2 separate regions of the Sus scrofa genome follow, and region 2 is linked to region 1. A link is a contact called in public HiChIP or PLAC-seq data. All regions are on one chromosome and are shown on one strand. Each heading gives the region's core, a stretch centred on a gene start, on an enhancer-like site or on the middle of the called end of the contact. The rest is flanking DNA. Distances are from core to core; before and after follow the strand shown.

Evidence for each region. HiChIP or PLAC-seq counts read pairs in DNA pulled down with a chosen protein or histone mark.
Region 2: a contact with region 1 is called in an H3K27ac HiChIP or PLAC-seq map of alveolar macrophages. The contact joins two enhancer-like sites. A contact is called at or near these places in 1 of 47 Hi-C or Micro-C datasets (heart right ventricle) and 1 of 2 datasets of contacts at active chromatin or transcription factors (alveolar macrophages).

The regions. Positions count from the first base shown.
Region 1 is chr17:37,278,055-37,280,754 of Sscrofa11.1, forward strand. No RefSeq gene overlaps it. Among named protein-coding and RNA genes, the nearest start is that of CHMP4B, 6.0 kb to the right of the region's middle. Within about 2 kb of position 1,332, at least 4 of the 83 cell types and tissues checked have an H3K27ac peak or open chromatin away from gene starts, as enhancers often do. A contact at or near this core is called in alveolar macrophages, where this site is marked.
Region 2 is chr17:37,465,281-37,467,980 of Sscrofa11.1, forward strand. All of the region lies in intron 1 of RALY (RNA-binding protein Raly), which reads left to right. Among named protein-coding and RNA genes, the nearest start is that of RALY, 19 kb to the left of the region's middle. Within about 2 kb of position 1,286, at least 4 of the 83 cell types and tissues checked have an H3K27ac peak or open chromatin away from gene starts, as enhancers often do. A contact at or near this core is called in alveolar macrophages, where this site is marked.

The sequences.
Region 1 (2,700 bases), core at 82-2,581:
CAGAAGAGAAATAACAGGAGTTTCCTAATGGCCTCGTGGTTAATTAAGGACTCGATGTTGTCACTGGTGTGGCCCATGTTTAATCCCTGGCCCGGGAACTTCCACATTTCATGGGCATGGCCAATAAAAAGAAGACAAATAACAAAGTAAATTAGCAAATTATACAATATTTTAGAAAGTGAGAAGTACTGTAGAAAAGAGAAAAAATAGAGGCAAATAGAGGTTTTGGGCGTGCAAGGTTGGGGGCAGTTTGCAGTATTATTTGGAGTGGCCTGGAAAGCTTCACTGGGAAGGAAACATTTGGGAAAAGACTCAAAAGAGAAGAGGAAATGAGCCATGTTGGTATCTGGGGAACAGCATGCAGACAGAGGGCTCAACCTTTGCAAAGCCATGTCCTCATGATGGAGGGCCCTGCTGTGTTTGAAGAACAGCAGAGAGAGAGTTCCTGCTGTGGCTCAGTGGGTTTAGAATCCAACTAGTATCCATGAGGATGTGGGTTCAATCCCTGGCCTCACTCAGTGGGAAGGATCTGGCATTGCTGTGGCTGTGGTGTAGGCTGGCAGCTGTAGCTCCGATTTGACCCTAGCCTGAGAATCTCCATATGCTGCAGGTATGGCCTAAAAAGCAAAAAAAAAAAAAAAGGGAAGAGAGGCCATTGTGACTGGAGTGAGGAGTTAGAAAGGTGGAAGGCAGTGAGGTGACAGGAGGATCATGACACATCATGAGGGGCTTGAGGGACATTGCAAGGACTTTGGCTTTTACTCTGAAGTATGTGGGGAGCGAGTGGGGGCTGTGTGCAGTGGATCTGACATGTTTTTTTTGAGGGGGGTTGTTGTTTTTTTTTAATGGTCACACCCATGGCATATGGATGTTCCCAGGCGAGGGGTCAAATTGGAGCTACAGCTCCCAGCCTACACCACAGCCACAGCAACACGGAATGTAAGCCATGTCTGCAACCTACACTATAGCTCAGGGCAGTGCTGGATCCTTGACCAACTGAGCACAGCCAGGGATCAAACCCGCGTCCTCATGGATACTAGTTTGGTTCGTTACCATGGAGCCACAACGGGAAGTCCTCTTACTGAGTTTACTACTTACCTCTCTATCCAAAACATTATTCCCCTGCTTGTCTCCTCTGACCTCAGTTCCATTCTTGTCCTCTCTGACCTCAGTCCTGTGCTAACTGAACACTGATCAACCATAGCAGGTGACTATGATGTTGTCTATAACATCATTTATGTAAGAAAACTGCTGTTGTAGATATGAAGAGAGTGGGAGACAAGCCTCTTGGTCTTTGAGCTTAGGATGTTTAAAAGGGGAAGAACAAAGAAACTGGGATTAATCATCATCCTTTTGTAACATTTCTGTGACATTTCCTCTTTTTTTTTTTTTTTGGCCATGCCCATAGCAAGTGGAAGTTCCTGCCTGGGCCAATGATCAAACCCGCACCACCACTGTGGCCCAAGTTGCTTCAGTGACAATGCTGGATCCTTAATTCGCTGTGCCAAAAGAGAATTGCCCTCTCTCTTGCTTGATGTCCTGCCAGTAAATGCTGACTTTGCTCTCAGAGTTTGCTTTCTGCACTGTGTGGGCAAAGGAGCCCTTGCTTGGTTATATGCGTACCTCTCAGTCCATTCCTTTCTTTGGATGTAGGCAGTTACAGGCATAGTGGATGAGCAGGTTGTCTTTACAGTAAGAATCCCAGCTCTGCCCCTACAAGCCGTGTGACCTTGGTTGAGTTATTCAACTCTGCTTCTCCAGTATCTCATGTACAAAATGGGAACAATGAGAAGGCTCACATCGTGCAGTTGTTTTGTGGGCCAAATGAGGTAATGCATGTAAAAATGCTCAGTTTGGTGTCTTGCTGAGCACCAACTGCTCAATAAAGATTTTCTATTATTTGCTGGGGATTCAGATGCCAGCCACACCACTTAATGATGGTGTGATCTTGGGCAAATCACTCAACCTCTCTAAGCTTCTGTTTCCTCAGCTGTAATCTGTACCTACCTCATTGAGCTGTAATTGGATGATTAAATGAGATATACTGTGTAAGCCATTTGACTCGGAGTAAGGGCTCAATAGCTGTTATTTGTATTTCTGTTATTGTTGTTTATTTATTTTGTAAATATATATTACATGTGTATTCTGTGCCAGGCCCTTTACCTATATTTTCAGTGAATCCTCAGAATGGCTTGGTGTTGAAGTTAGTGTCTCTTTCATAGATGGGGAAACGGAGGCAGGTGAAGCGTATTGCCACATGGCTGAATGGAAGAGTCCCAGTTCTATGTTTGTGTGGTTGGCAACAAAACATGTTTTATTTTCATTACTTCACTCTTTTTTTGAGTTAAAATTCACATAACAGGAGTTCCTGTTGTGAATCAGCATGTTGAGAACCCAACAAGTAGCCATTGAGGATGCGGGTTGATCCCTGGCCTTTCTCAGTGGGTTAAGGGTCCCATGTTGCTGTGAGTTGTGGTGTAGGTCACAGACTCAGCTCTGATCTGGCGTTGCTGTGGCTGTGGCGTAGCTGGCAGCTGCAGCTCCAATTCTACCCCTAGCTCAGGAACTTCCATATGCCACAGGTGTAGCCCTCAAAAAAAAAAAAAAAAGGAAGCAAACAAACAAAAAACGGTACAAAAAATTCACATGACATAAAACTCACCATTTTAACTATTCAAGATATATAATTCAGTGCTTTTT
Region 2 (2,700 bases), core at 36-2,535, 190 kb after region 1:
TGATTTTAAATGTTGACAGTTAACTCGGGTTTATTTTTTAACAAACTTGTGTGGGTCAGACAAAACATGTCCTTGGTCCTGAGCATTTCTTTGTCACCTATGAGGTGATAAACAGGTCTGGACAGGAATAAGACTTTGGACAAGGCCAAATGGATGATAGTGTCAGAGACAGCTGCCATTCTGTGGCTGGCTTCCTGGCTTCAAACTGGCTGTAACTTTGAGTGTAAAGAATGAAGTTAAGATTTTGTTAGGTTATGGGAGTTCCCACTGTGGTGCAGTGGAAACGAATCTGACTAGTATCCATGAGGATGCGGGTTCAATCCCTGGCCTTGCTCAGTGGGTTGGGGATCTGGTGTTGCTGTGAGCTGTGGTGTAGGTTGCAGGCACAGCTCGGATCCCGAGTGGCTGTGGCTGTGGTGTAGACTGGCACTTGTAGGTCCAGTTCGACCCCTAGCCTGGTAACTTCCATATGCCACAGGTGCAGCCCTGAAAAGTTAGGTTAGGGAAATTCTCACATTAAACATCATCCTTTGTGGGTAGCACAGCAGCTTCTGTACTCTCTTATCCTTTAGAGAGCATCCTGTTTACTCCCCTTGTTTTTCTGATGAAGCTGAAGTCCAGAGAAGGCAACAGCTTTAGGATACTGTTTGCAGCAGCAACAGGTCCTGGGCAGGCCCCTGCTTCAAACTCTAGACTTTTCTTTGCTGCTTCTGTCTCATGCTCTTAGGGCATGGCACTGGGGGGCTTCTGGCATACTTTGGAATTGTGGGTAGACCCAGGCAAACTCCACTTCTTAGTATGGCCCTATCATCCTGAGCAAATGGAGGGTCGAGGTGGCAGTTACTAATGTTTAACCTCATCTTGGTACAAAGTGTCTATTTCTGTCACTAACATTAGATTGACCTAGAAAGATGTAGAGGACAGCTCGGCAACAAAGAGGCTTGGGGCCGAGATCCCTTCCTCTTGTGCCTCCCTTGGCTCTTCTCTTCCTCTTTTTTCCCCCTTCCTCTCCAGCTCCTTCCTCCTTGAGCCCTACTACCTCCCTTCTGTACCATCCCCTTTTTCTCTTACTGTTGCCCTTCTCCATGGGAGATTCTCATAATGCCACTGCAATATGCAGAGCCTGGGAGTGGGCCTGTTTTCCAGAAGTTTTGAGAGGACTTGCTCCAATGTAGGGCAGTTATATGTATTTAGAATACCTCTTCTTCACCTCCACCCCAGGTTAGAAAGGGTAAAATCTCAACTGTGGGCTTGGCTGCAAGGCTCATATAATCTGGTGCCACCCTAGTTTGCTGCCCTCTATCAGCAGCACAGTGTTTAACACTGTTTCCCTGTGCTCCTCCTCAGTAGAACGATTTTGTTTTGACTGTTTCCCTCTGAGTAGAAAACTCTCTTGGTTCCCTGTCCTCTAATTGACAAACTCCTATTTTTTATACTAGTTCAGATGCTGCCTTTCTCAGTGAAGCTTTCCCTAATCACTCCATAAGCAGAATCAATGTTGATCTTCTGCTCTGTCACACTTGAGTCTGCTCTCATTCATGAAAGTGAGACCTTATGGGCCAAGGGACAGTGCACTATTTTCCTTTGTTTCCTTTGTCTCTGTAATAGGCCTGGCACAAATAGTACTTGCAGAAAGAATGACAAATATATGTGTGCAGATATCTGTGGTATAAAGTTGAACATTAAATGCTACAGGTACAGTATGACAAAGTGTTCTGGCTGTTTATGGTAGTTCTTTGTGTGTGTGTGTGTGTGTGTGTATTTTTAGGGCCACACTTGCAACATGTGGAAGTTCCCAGGCTGGGGGTCGAATCAGGGCTGCAGCTGCCAGCCTACATCACAGCAATGCCTGGATCCAAGCCGCATCTGTGACCTACATGGCACCTCACAGCGACGCTGAATCCTTAACACACTGAGCGGGGCTGGGGGTCGAACCCGAATCCTTGTGGATACTAAATGGATTCGTTGCTGCTGAGCCACCATGGGAATTCCCTGGGGATTCCTGAGAACTGAGAGAAACTTTTAACTGAGAGAAATCTTGGAAGCTTCTAGAAGCTGGTAGCCTTTGAATATATCCTTGAAGATTTAGAAGTTCAGTTGACAAAGATGATGGGAAGAACATTCCAATTGGAGGTCACTTAGAGTAAAAGCAATGAGGTACAGAGGTCAGCCCCATATCCCCTAATTCACCTATCCCCTCAGCTAGAATTCTTTTTTTTTTTTCTGTCTTTTTATTGCCATTTCTTGGGCCTCTCCTGCGGCATATGGAGGTTCCCAGGCTAGGGGTCGAATTGGAGCTGTAGCCACCAGCCTACGCCAGAGCCACAGCAATGAGGAATCTGAGCCGCGTCTGCAACCTACACCACGATCATGGCAACGCTGGATCCTTAACCCACTGAGCAAGGCCAGGGATCGAACCCTCAACCTCATGGTTCCTAGTCGGATTCATGAACCACTGAGCCACGATGGGAACTCCTCAGCTAGAATTCTTGCTAGAATGCGTGCTAAATTTCTAGGCCAGACTATAGGAAATTTTCTCTTCTATCTTTTCTACCTTTTTTTCTTTCTGTTCTTTCCTTCCCTTGTCCCTCTCTCATGACCCTTTTACTTTTGGCTTCTTCTCAGTCCTTTCCCTTTTTTTATCTTCCCAATGCTCCAGTCCTTTTTTTTTCTTTCCCTTTTCCTCTTTAGGGCATATGA